3 separate regions of the Mus musculus genome follow, and regions 2 and 3 are each linked to region 1. The links are chromatin contacts, called in public HiChIP or PLAC-seq and promoter capture Hi-C maps. All regions are on one chromosome and are shown on one strand. The core of a region is the stretch at or near the end of the contact, and the rest is flanking DNA. Distances in the headings are between cores, read along the strand shown.

Region 1 (4,383 bases), core at 26-2,525:
AGCTGTCTGGTTGGTAATACATTAGCAGTTAACAAACTAAAGAAGCAAACTGGGTCTAGTCTTTCAGCAAGTCACCCAACCTGTGCATCTGTCACTTTTCTGTAAGTGGACACACTAAAGGTACCTGTTGCATAGGGTCTGTGTGAGTATCAGAGTGCCTGGCAGATGAAACCATTACTGATGATTCCACTATGAGTTCTAACTATTCAAGATGTGTTTTGGACAAAAAAGACATAATTTGATTTCTTGGTAGGAAATCATGTTGGTACTCCTTGGGAATGGACAGGGAAGGAAGATTGGTAGTGGGGTCTTCTTCAGACTTCTGCACAGTATGGTGGTATAGAATATTGGCTGTGAGGTATTACACGACCAAATACCAAAACCTGCCTGATACGGATGGATGAGACAATCTTCCTCTAAGTCCCACATTTAGAGAAGTGTCCTTCTGATCATTTCTGAGTCCGTAGTACGTTTTGGTTTGAGATGGGGCCTTGCTACGTAGCCTGGCAGGCTTGGTACTGAGCCTGTAGATAAGGTTGGCTCCAATCTTTCTGCAATTCTGCCTCTGCGGTCCTGGTGCCGGGATTACATGCCTGCACCGCTATGACCCGATTATTTCGTTTTGTTTTCTTTTCTTCTTTTGTCTCACGCTGTAACCCAAGCAAGTATGCAATAAACAACAATCAGTCCAGCTTCCCGAATGCTGGGGCTTACAAGAGTAAGATACCAAACTTAGCTCCTTATTACTACCGGCTCAGATACAGAATATGAGATCAAGTGATTGGAGTGCTGAGGAACTTCCGGACACATTTATGATTGAGGCTGAGAAAAACAATACGTAGGCAGATGAACAAGAATGTCAACTTAGCCCAGATCTCTTGATTGCATAGAAGTCTATAAACAGTACACGGTGATGTTTAAACACCCAACCGACCCTGTCCAAGTTTAATAATCATCGTCCATAAAGAAGCTTGCGGAGCCCGAGGTTAGAGGGAAGGGGTGTTCACGCACGCCGTGGCGAGCTAGGCGCCTGAGCCGATGTCACCCCAGCCCGCCCGCAGCCGGGCGCGCAAGGGCCCAGGCCCAGGTCCAGGCCGAGGCTGAGCAAGCAGCACAGCAGCGGCGACTCGGAACCCTTCAACCCCGCGGCCTGCGCGCGCCGGCGCCCCACGGCCGGCGACGGTTGCGGCCCCGCGTCGGGAGGACTTCCGGCGTGTGCCGGGGTGGCCGGATGACGTGGCTGAGTCAGAGGAAGAGGCTCGGAGGCCGGGGGGCGGGGGCGGCGCGGAGCGGGCGGTGACGGCGGCGGAGGCAGCGGCTGTGCCCGGGCCCCGTGCGTCTGTCCGCGCCCGGTGGATGTGAATCGGCGGCGGCGGCGGAGGAGGAGTCGGTGGGCCGGCGCCCGGCCTGTGGGAGCGCGGAGGATGAGGCCGCTGCCGGGCGCTCCTGGCGTGGCGGCGGCCGCCGCGTTGTTGTTGCTGCTGCTGCCCCGGGCTCGGTCTGACGAGCACGAACACACGGTGAGGCGAAGCGAGCCGCGCGGCCGCCCCCGCCCCAGCCCCGCTCCCAAGCCTGCCGCCCCGCCAGACCCGGCGTGGTCCGAAGGCCCGGGGGGCCCGGTGCAGCCCCGCGGCCGCCCGAGCGCTCCTTCCGGTCGGGCATGGCGGGGCCGGATCCGCGGGAGCTGGGAGGAGGCATTTCCGAGCACTCGGGGCTGCCTGGGCCTTGCTCCGCAGCTCCGCCTCTCGGGGCTGCTGCCCGGGGATCGGCCCGGAGCGGGCTCTGGACCCGGGAAACTGGACGCTGTGCACACAGCACGGCGGAGGATGGATGCGTGGTGATCCAGGCGCTTGCCAACCAGGAAATACCCATCGCTTCGCGCAGGGCTCCGGCCTCTTCCTACCCTTCTCTCTCCCTCTCGCCCGAACCGGATTTAAACCGTGGGGTGGGGACAGCTTTAGGGAAGTGGAGGTGTGAACGGTTTACACGCGGACACGTCTTCACCCTGCACGCACTCGGTCCCCAGGACTCCCTTGCAACTTTCTCCGCGCTCCGTGAGTGCCCAGAGGACGCCCTGTTCGGGTGGTCGGTCCCTAACTGGGACAGCTCTGCCCTTGTGTCACCCAGCCCTCAGGCCACACCCCCACTCACTTTTGCTTTTGGCCTGAAGTTGATTGGCGGTTTATTTAATTGTATCTTCACATCAAAGCTCGCCTATTAATGACTCTTGGAGTGACTTTCACCTAGAGCTGTAACGCTGTGGAATTCACTTATTTATTTTTTTATTCAGAATGGTAGACGCGGGGAAGTGTGGAAAGTCTGATAAACCTAGAAGATTGCTTGGCAAATTGGAGATTGTTTCAAGGTTTTTATCTGTATTGTGATTTTTTTTTTTTTGCCCGAGTAGTTGTGTATTTACTAAATTTAAAATATGTGGAGAACGTTTGGCTGTAGCTGATCGGTGACAAAATGGGAGTACGCTGCTTTTAAGGGGCAGACGTTAGATTTTGTTTGTAGTGAACAAAACTTTGTTTTGATTAGCCAATTAAAAACTCTAAATTAGGCTGTTGTATTTTCAGTCACTGCTAGAATCTAATTGCATGTGTATGCGAGTTTTTTTTTCCAGAGAAACGTTGAATCAGTAACTTTTTTTCTGCGACACTTGTGAATTTTCTCTAAGATATTTTTGGTTTCCTTTAAATTTCAGCAAGTATAGTAGTTTAAATAGTATTTGCCTTTTTTTTTTTTTTTTAACAGTTGAGTTTCCATGTAAAATCTGGAACTTGTTGTTAGTTTTAGATCGACCATATAGACAGAAATTTATGTTCTACTTTTTGAACTTTCTATTTTATACTGCTACTAAGAGGGAAGACTTAGTTTATAATATAATCAGTTGTAAGTGTACAAAACTAGCATAATCCACAAGTTTTGTGCATGGCAGTTTCAATGAGAAAAATTTTAAAGCTTATTTATTTTTATTCTATGTGTCAGTTTTGCCAGCATGAATGTAGTATGTGTATCATGTATATTCTGAGTATCTTAGAAGAGGGTGTCAGATCCCCTGGAACTAGAGTGACAGAAAGTTGTAAGCTACCCAGTGTGAATACTGGGAACCAAAGTTAGGTCTTAACTGCTTGAGCTATCTCTCCAGCCCCCAGTTCAGTGAAATTTTATTGTTAGGAATGCCATATTTAGTTACTTCATTCGTTCATTCATTCATTCAGTTCTGGGGATTGAACTCAGGCCATTCTGTGTGGTATGTACATATTCCACCACTGAATGGAACACTTCTTTTTTTGAAACAGGGTTTCCTCTGTGTAGCCCTGGCTGTCCTGGAACTTGTTCTTTAGACCAGGCTGGCCTTGAATTCTGAGATCCACCTGCCTCTGCCTCCAGAGTGCTGGGATTGAAGGTGTGCCCCACCACATCTGGCTACACCTGGAATGTTTTAATTTTTATGTACATAAAATATTTAATAAAAGGAAACTGGTCCGTTCTTCCCCCCCCCCCCCCACACACACACATTGGAGATAGAGCCCATGGCTTTGCAGATGCTGTGCACGGCCGTATCTCTGCACTCCACTCTTATCCCAAAAGGATGCGGTGTGAAGACACGGCACGTGTGCGATGGTTGCCGCACTGAAGCGGGAGAGTAGGAGTCAGTGCACGTGTACATTGAAACAGATCCTTTACTTCTAAGTTTCTTAGAACTATTTCTTGAAACCTAGGTCTTCACCTTGGCCAGATAATAGGGCTCTAATCAAGTGACTTCTTTTTTCTTTTCTTCCAAGAAGGCAGAGTAGCTAGTGAAGAGAGAATGATACAGAAGGAGGAGACAAGTTGTCGAGGGAAGATTGCTGAGTGATGTTTAAAAAACCACTTGTGGTGTTGAGTTATTAATTAAAGAACAAATTGCAGGAGCTAAAGCTTGCCCTTTAGACCATTTTCTGCCAAGACCTTACTGAAGGAATACTAATATGACTTGAAACAGTATGTGCCAGGTCCTGTGTGGTTTTCCATATATTAACTGACATTAAGTGTATGTTGATAACAGGGAGGGCAGAGAAGTAGCTTGGTTGTGGTGTGCTTTCCTAACATGTGCAAGACCTCAGTTTTACATCATAGCACCCTAAAATAAATAACCATGGCAGGAGAATGATGCACCCCAACAGACTAGGAAATAGGCCTCGAGAGGTAGTCTTGTGAAGTTGCACCCAGTATGAATAGAGGTGGAATTTGACCCTAAGCCTTCTTCTAGTTAATAAGTCTTTTGAAGAAACAAATTTTGTGCATGTTTTTGTATATGGGTTTGGCTGTGTGCACGTGTGCTTATGGAGGTCAGAGGTTGGTAGTAAGTTTGTCCTCAGTTGCTCCCTGCCTTTG
Region 2 (4,098 bases), core at 194-2,693, 520 kb after region 1:
ACACTATTAATGATACTCTGTTATGCTTGCAGACAGTTGTGTTTCTTATGTCGCGTTCTTCAGAATTTCTTTTATTTGAGCTAGAACGTTGTGCCAAAAAAAATATATTCCAATAAAAATTCAAACAGTGGGCTGCATTTTGTCCAAATAAAAATCCACTAAACACATAGCATCAACTATCCTTTAGGAGCAGGTTACAGAAAAAGCAGAATTTAACAAAAGCCTCCCACCAGCCATATTCTTTAATAAGCATCAGGACCCTCAGATATTTTACTACCTGACAGGTTCAGAAATTCTTATCTTTTACTTATCTGTGATTTTTCCCCCTAAATCAAGAAGTGGGAATCTCGGCCCAGGCTCAGCTGGAGATGCATGTCTGAAATCCTAACACAGGAGAAGCTGAGACAGGAGGACCCAAGGAATGCATGCATGGCCCGAAAAGAAACCTTCTGAACTGTAAACTGGTATCTTTGGGAAACATCAAAACCAAGTTCCCTGTGCTCTCAAGACCAAGAAGATTTCACTTCTGCCCCTTTGCCCCCTCAAAGCCCTACAGCATGGTTTGAGGAAGGCGTGCAGGTGACACAGATTGTCCTATGGACTGAAGGCTTGTATCTAACACACCCAAGGCAATGTAATGATGCTACCTGGAAACTGATCTTGAGAATTATCAGAGTGCACTGGATTACCGACGGAGCACGGACACCGGGTCTAGTGAAACTGGCGAGAGTCCTGTGCTGTTTATATTCTAGGTCGAAGAGCCATCTCTGGGTCTGGACTCCAGTCTCAATTGGAGAAACCCTGAGGCCCTTCTCAGTGCGAGGGCCCTCGGGCCACACTTGCCACCTAGGGGTGAAGCAAGACTGCTTTTTCCTGGTCATCACTTTGCTTTGAGTTTTGTAACTTTTCTCAATGGACTGCACGCCACATTTCGAGCCTAATTCGCATCCTGTAGTCTTCTAGGGACTTTCTCCTAGCTCTTGTACCTGCCTTCTGTCAGTACTTACCTTGAAGTAAGTTCCGCTTGAAGTAAATTACCTTGAAGTAGTTCCGCTGATTCTAAGGTGTTGTCCTAATGCTTACCCTAGCAAAGAGTTCAACTCCAGCCGCCCAGCCTCCTCCACTCAGGAAATATTTTTCTGACCGGAACTTAATCCAAACCCCTCCCTGACCTCGAAGCTGTGAAATGTACACGTTTTCACCCCTATTCCTAAAACCGGGATGACTGGCAGGTGGCGCGGTTCCGTGCCCTCTCTTGCCACTTCACCTAGTTGCCTTGTTATCCCAGCCCCAGGATTCCGCACAGAGGAGGGGTGCATCCCCAGTGTACTCTGGTACCGTCATGGGGACCTTGAGAGATAAGACATTCACCTGATGGACACTGCTTTTCGATGCGTCTGGGAAGTGAAGACAGATCCTGAGCAGCTATCAACGCCTACAGCCGAAGAGCATGCGCAGTGCGAGCGTTTTTGCCCTCTGCCCCTCCCCTCCCCAGCCATCTGGTTCTGATCCAGCCTCAGTGCATGAGATCTCCTCGTGCACCTGAGCTAACCCTCCCCCCCCCCCCCGCATCCCTCGGGCCTCTCTTGCCCCTCCCTTTGGGGTGGGGGTTAGTGGCGGCTTAAGAACTGCATGCGCCACGCCACGGAGAGGGGACAGGAGAGCGGGTGCGCAGTGTGGATGCTTTTCATTTCAAGAGACTGGTGTCTGGCCCCATGCCACAGCCCTCAGTGCAAACAATTTTTTTTTCAGAGCTTGCAATTCGTGTCACAAATTTAATATCTTTTAAGTCTTGGGCTGGGTGCTGGAGAGCAAGCGATGAGGAGCACTTACTGCCCTTACAGAGGCCCGCGTCCCAGCACCCAGTTAGGTGGCCCACAACCGCCTGCCTGTAACTCCTGATGCCCTCTTCTGGCCTGGCTAGCACCTGCATTCACACATATACATATCCTCCCACACCCATAGAAACATAATTAAAAATAAAATAAATCTATGAAGGAGAAGTAGTGGTAGTTTGGGGCTGGGGAGATGGCTCAGCACATAGACTGTAATGTCAGTGAAGTTAAGATTCCCTGAACCCACGTAAGGCCAGGCAAGTGTGGAGACAGCCGCAGGAATCCCCCAGGGCAAGCTCTGGGTTCCAGAAGAGAGCAAAGTCTCAGCAAATAAAGTGTAGTATGATGGCAGAAGACAACCAGCGTCACACTGTGGCCTCCGCAAGCCGACCTACACCACGAACGCACCATCGCAGGCAGTAAATGAATAAACAAATCAAACAGCGGTATGTCCCCACCCTGCAAGCCTCTTTGTTCCTTGTTAAAATAATGATGACCTAAACAGAACTGATACAGTTGGGAGTTTGCAAGTGGGGCTGAGCACAGTGATGTGTGTCCCTTCATTCCAATATGCTGTTTTTATGAACCTCTTTCTGTGTCCGCCCCATTGAGCCGTTAGCCTGAGATTCTGAAGACACTTAGGAGGTCTTTAAAACTTAACGGGCCTCGAGAAAAGGGACGTAGGGAAATAGAGCAGCTGCAAAGGTGACTGCCCAGGCGAGGTAGAGACCCTGCGGCACAAGGGAACGAACTCAGAAGTTCCACTTGCCTCATTATCTGAAAAAGCAAACAAACAAAAAACGACTTACTGTTAACTGTGTCCACGCCTCAAAATTTATTTGGACAAATTCTCATTCCAAATAAAATCCTTGTTGTCTAGGGCTCATCTGGTATAGCAATTTAAGAGCAATGGTGGTAGATTCTTGTCGTTTGGGTTGTGAGCTTAGCCCTTAGGGGCCAGGCCATCTCTACAGTCCAACAGCAGAGTCAGAAAGCAGAGTCAAGAGTGTTTCCCTTACATACTGATGTCACGGATTAAATGGGAAATGTCTGCATGTTGCAAGCATCACAGAATATGATGAACTTTAAGAACATTTAATTTCCAGGATTATCAACCAGTGCTATGCATTTTTTAAAAGTACACATGGTGTGTGTGTGTGTGTGTGTGTGTGTGTGTGTGTGTGTGTGCTACAATGTATTATTGCTATTATACCTAAGCATTAAGTATATGGGTCCAAATACCTAAGTCAAGATAATGTAGGATTCAAGATCTCCTACCAAAGAGTTTATCGAACAGATGTTGAGGAATTCTAAATATTTTCAAGGTTAAAGAGCATTTCCTATCAGAGGGGAGGGAGTCGGAGTAAGAATTGACATCCAGTAGATATTTCAAACTAGTGGTCTAATCTCACATGCAGAACTGTTTTGATTCAGGCTATAATATATTTTTTTAACTGCTCTAGCTACAGATCAGATTTCATAGAACATTTTTAATTTCTTGGCAAAGAATTAGAAAGACATCTGCACAGGCAGGCAGGCAGGCAGGCAGGCAGGCAGGCAGGCAGGCAATCATCCAAGGCAGCAATAGTTACTGAGAAGTCGTCTACAGTGTCTTCTGTGCACAGAGAAAGCCTTTTTGTTTAGCCCAGTGCTGCCATCCATAGGACGGTATTGCCACCTGCACTCAGGGTTGGCCTGCCCACTTCAATTAACCCTATCTAGAAAACTGGTGAGCCTCATTTAGACGGTCTCTCACTAGCTTGTCTCCTAGGAGATTGCAGACCCTGTCGGATTGACAGCTAATATTGACCACTACATCTGAGGTACTAGCTCTGTTCTGACAGTGTCACCACATGGAAGACGTATCCCCCCCACCCCTCCCCCCCACATTACATCCATGTCCAGCAGAACCAGAATCTTCAAGTCTAGGCAGGCCTGTCCTGACCCCTGTCCATCTGTCCATTTCTTAAAGCTTTTCTGTGACAAAGCCAGAGTTTTACAATGACAGGGACAAACTGTAGCACACGGGGTGATGTCACAGCAAAGATTTGTCCTGCAACAAAGCAGAATGCTACCATGGGTCCTTAGCAGGCGTGGAGTGAATTAAAGCTGGGGCCTCTCTCTCAAATCTAAATATTCAGAACTTATTTATAGAGCCCTCCATTTTTTTTTTTGGTCATCTTGTATGAGCCTATTGAATTTCTCAGCTTTGATTTTATTCTCTGAATATTTTGTTAAAAGAAGATATTCTAATATTCATATT
Region 3 (3,980 bases), core at 752-3,251, 630 kb before region 1:
TTAGACTATAACTACATCTACTGTGCTTACTCTCAGCTGGTACCAGATTCCAATACTGGGGTCCTTTTGTTTTTTTAATTAATAGAATCATACAATACACATTTTTTTTTGTTTTTTTGTTTTTTTGAGACAGGGTTTCTCTGTATAGCCCTGGCTGTCCTGGAACTCACTCTGTAGACCAGGCTGGCCTTGAACTCAGAAATCCACCTGCCTCTGCATCCCCAGTGCTGGGATTAAAGGCGTGCGCCACCACTGCCTGGCTACATTCTTTTATGTCTGGAGTCTTCCATTTAATTTGAATCATACACGCACATAGCAGATCTCTGTGTATACTATGCAGAAGCTGCTGTTTAAAAATGATAAAATATTCCATTACATATCATTATATCACAGTGAATCTGACCTATTCTGTTGATGGGTGTTTGGTCACTTCTAGTTCTCAACTATCTCTTTTTTAGCAAGTAAGTAATCGTCTCTGTTGGGTGTATATATAGGAATGAATTGCTGGGTAGAGTGGACATATGTTTTATTAGATACTACTAGACCAAGCTAGATGTTAGGGCTCATGCCTGCAATCCCATCACTCACGAAGCAGAGGCAGAAGAATTGCTGTGAGTTTAAGGCCAACATAGGTCACACGAGACCTCAAAATACAAACAGGGAGCAGGGGCTGGAGAGATGAATTAACAACAGTGAAGAGTTCATGCTAGGGCTGGAGAGATGGCTCAGTGGTTAAGAGCAATGACTGCTCTTCCAGAGGTCCTGAGTTCAATTCCCAGCAACCACATGGTGGCTCACAACCATCTGTAATGGGATCGGATGCCTTCTTCTGGTGTGTCTGAAGACAGTGATAGTGTACTCACACACAGCTCTTGCAGAAGACCTGAGACAGGTTTCTCCTAGCACCCTCAGACAGCTCATAACTGCTCGTAATTCCAGCTCCAGGGGGTCTGATGCTTCCGGCCTCCACAGGCACCTGAATTCATACCATCACACGGGTGTACACATAACTTAAGAAATACATCTTTTAAAAATAGTACTAGTTTCCCAAAGTGCCCATATCAACCAACAGCAGCACATGGAGACATCAGGGCTGTGTTCTTGGCAACAGGGCACCACCACTGCTCCTTTCTGTCGTTATTCCGTTGTGGTTTCAATTTGCAAAGCAAGTCGTGGGCACTAGTTGTTGCTTTTATCTCTCGTGAGGCCAAGATGTTTTCATTTGTTATACATCCATAGTTTTTGATTATTGTTTTCTTTTTTAAACTTTATTAGGGTTTTTTGTTTGTTTGTTTCTGTTTTTTGAGACAGGTTCTCACTGTGTAGCCCTGAATGTCTTGGAGTTCACTATTTCAATATTTAGAGCAGTGTGGCCTTGAAATTACGGAGATCAACCAACGTCTGTTACCTAGGCGCTGGGATTACTGATGTATTTATTTTGTTATTTTTGTTTTTAGACAGGATTTTGCATCTCGCAGTGTGGAGACTAGGCTGGCTTTAAACTCACGACAGTCTTCCAGTTTGCCGGGATTACAAGCGTGCGGACACCACCGCTCCGCTTGAACAACCGATTTTTGTTTGTTTGTTTGTTTTTCGAGGCAGGGTTTCTCTGTATAGCCCTGGCTGCCCTGGAACTCACTTTGTAGACCAGGCTGGCCTCGTACTCGGAAATCCACCTGCCTCTGCTGGGATTAAAGGTGTGCGCCACCACGCCCGGCTGAACAACTGATTCTTTGAGAGTAATATAAATTTGTCTTTTAATTCCAAAGAAATTCCCGTTTTACAAGGTTTTCCTTCACGGCCACGAATCTTGGCGGTGCATCAGGAGCCCACACAGCATCCGAAACACCAGAACTCCTTCCCCAGCGTTAAGATCGCAAAGCAAATAGGAAGCCTCAGAACGGATGTTGATTGGTTTTGCCATGGTAACAGATTGGAGACAGGAAGTGACATCAGAGGAAGGGGCTGCGGAGCCGGCTGAGGACACACACGTGGGTTCTGCCGTGGCTTCTGCTGTCTTTTCGGCGTGTGTGGACGCTTGTTCTCTGGGCGAGTGCGAGCCACCGTTTGGTCAACATGGGTCGCTCGGGGAAATTGCCCTCTGGTGTCTCGGCCAAGTTGAAGCGCTGGAAGAAAGGCCACAGCAGCGACAGCAACCCCGCCACTTGCCGCCATCGCCAGGCCGCTCGGAGCCGCTTCTTCAGCCGCCCGTCAGGTAGCCGGGCCGTGGGACTCCTTGGGCGGCATCTTGTGGCATTCGGCCTGCCACTTTGTAATGTCAGTCCTGGCGCTCACTGTGAAGGCCCGCCCCTCGAGTTTGACAGATGCGGAAATTGTCCTCTGAAGGGAAATGACTTGTCTAGGATACCGCGGTCTCAGGGACACGGCCGTCACTACCCTTGGATGCCCCTTTAGATTTATGTATATGTTGAGGGAGTGTCAGGGAGCGAACCCAGGACTTTGTGCACGCTAACTAAACACTCAACTACTAACCCACATCTTCAGCCTTCGGGTGTCTCCGTACAGTATACGACCCTGGCTCTGGATGTCCCTGTGCCTTTAGTACAGGGAAGCAGAAACAGATCTGGGGTTCCTTTCTCTTGGCCTTGAAAATTGCAAGCGTACACAGGGCTGTGCAGGCAAGCCTGGTTTGGAATCCTGCCGCTGGGATTGGGGGGGTCTAAACCCTCTGGTTTGTTTCTTAGGGGTTCTGTTCCTTCAGCTAAAGGAAGTTTGGGTGGAAATGGGGCCATTACCTTGTTACTCTGGTTCTCAGGAAAGAGCGACCTGACTGTTGATGCTGTGAAGTTGCATAATGAGCTGCAGTCGGGGACCCTGAGCCTGGGCAAAAGCCAAGCCCCTGAGACGACCATGGACCAAGATCCAGAGGTGGCTTTCACCGAGAAGTCCTCGGGCACGTTTCTGAGTGGCTTGTCTGACTGTACAAATGTCACTTTCAGCAAAGTGCAGCGCTTCTGGGAATCCAACTCAGCTGCTCACAAGGAGGTAGGAGATTGGTTGCTGAGTTTGTAGGGCAGTAGGCAGGGCACATTCAAGATGACTTTCATACAGCTCTGGTGACAGCAACTGGTATTTCTGGATGATGTGTCATCTCTCTTACCCTTTGTGCCCCTCACATACACTCTTGGGCAGAGTCCCCTTAAAAATCGTGTGTGGTAATTAATGTTCATATATGTTTGAAATTTTTTTGTTTATTTTTTTGAGACAAAGTTTCCATTTGTAGACCAGACTGGCTTCAAAGCCATAGAGAGCAATCTGTCTTTGCCTCTCAAGTGCTGGGGTCAAAGGTTTGTGTCTTCATGCTCAACAAAGCATATTAATTTTGATTGTGCGTGTCACAGCATGGGCATGAAGGTCAGAAGACAACTTTAGGGAGACCTTTCTCTTCCCTTCCACCATGTGGGGCTCAGGGATCAAATTCAACTTGTCAGGTTTGGGAGCAAGTACTTTACTGGCTGAGCCAGACTGAGGGTAGAAATGTTGTCAACCTTTGTCTCCTCAGCTGTTCTTCAAACGGGAATCTTTACATGTATTTCCAGGGATGTTAGTGTTCAAGTTCATGGTGAATAACTGTGGTTTGGGATCTGTTTTGTTTAACGAAAAATGTTTTACTTAATTGACATTTCAAAGTTAATATGTTTATTTTTTTATTATTTAAATGAGGAATATTAAAAATGCTAAATGAGGGGCTGGAGAGATGGCTCAGCGGTTAAGAGCGCTGACTGCTCTTCCGAAGGTCGTGAGTTCAAATCCCAGCAACCACATGTCTGATGCCCTCTTCTGGGATGTCTGAGGACAGCTACAGTGTATGTACATGTAATAAATAAATAAATCTTTAAAAAAATGCTAAATGATACAAAGAGATATAAATAGACTAAAGTGTTATAGCTAGTCTCCCAATTTGAGTCTCTCCAGTGGGCATTGTTCATAGGTCACTCAATGTATTTCTAGACTAGCAC

What was found. Promoter capture Hi-C pulls out the DNA fragments that hold promoters and counts their contacts. HiChIP or PLAC-seq counts read pairs in DNA pulled down with a chosen protein or histone mark.
Region 2: a promoter capture Hi-C map of embryonic stem cells shows a contact between it and region 1, with 4 times the contacts expected there. The contact joins the promoter of Cc2d2b here to the promoter of Tm9sf3 in region 1. A contact is called at or near these places in 4 of 39 promoter capture datasets (embryonic stem cells, hippocampal neurons, pre-B cells and 1 more), 6 of 484 Hi-C or Micro-C datasets (the P5424 cell line, embryonic stem cells, pre-B cells and 1 more), 6 of 115 datasets of contacts at active chromatin or transcription factors (embryonic stem cells, epiblast stem cells, large pre-B cells and 1 more) and 1 of 9 other capture datasets (embryonic stem cells).
Region 3: an H3K27ac HiChIP or PLAC-seq map of extraembryonic endoderm stem cells shows a contact between it and region 1, with 5 times the contacts expected there. The contact joins the promoter of Rrp12 here to the promoter of Tm9sf3 in region 1. A contact is called at or near these places in 3 of 39 promoter capture datasets (embryonic stem cells, hippocampal neurons and neural stem cells), 13 of 115 datasets of contacts at active chromatin or transcription factors (acute myeloid leukemia, bone marrow-derived dendritic cells, bone marrow-derived macrophages and 10 more) and 1 of 9 other capture datasets (adipose tissue).

The regions. Positions count from the first base shown.
Region 1 is chr19:41,260,896-41,265,278 of GRCm38.p6, reverse strand. Tm9sf3 (transmembrane 9 superfamily member 3) reads left to right here and starts at 1,275. Exons shown (of 15, transcript NM_133352.2): 1 at 1,275-1,520. The coding sequence starts at 1,425.
Region 2 is chr19:40,746,162-40,750,259 of GRCm38.p6, reverse strand. It overlaps Cc2d2b (coiled-coil and C2 domain containing 2B), which reads right to left and starts at 1,443. Exons shown (of 35, transcript NM_001376940.1): 1 at 1,372-1,443.
Region 3 is chr19:41,894,174-41,898,153 of GRCm38.p6, reverse strand. It overlaps Rrp12 (ribosomal RNA processing 12 homolog (S. cerevisiae)), which reads left to right and starts at 2,001. Exons shown (of 34, transcript NM_199447.2): 1 at 2,001-2,215; 2 at 2,777-3,006. The coding sequence starts at 2,077.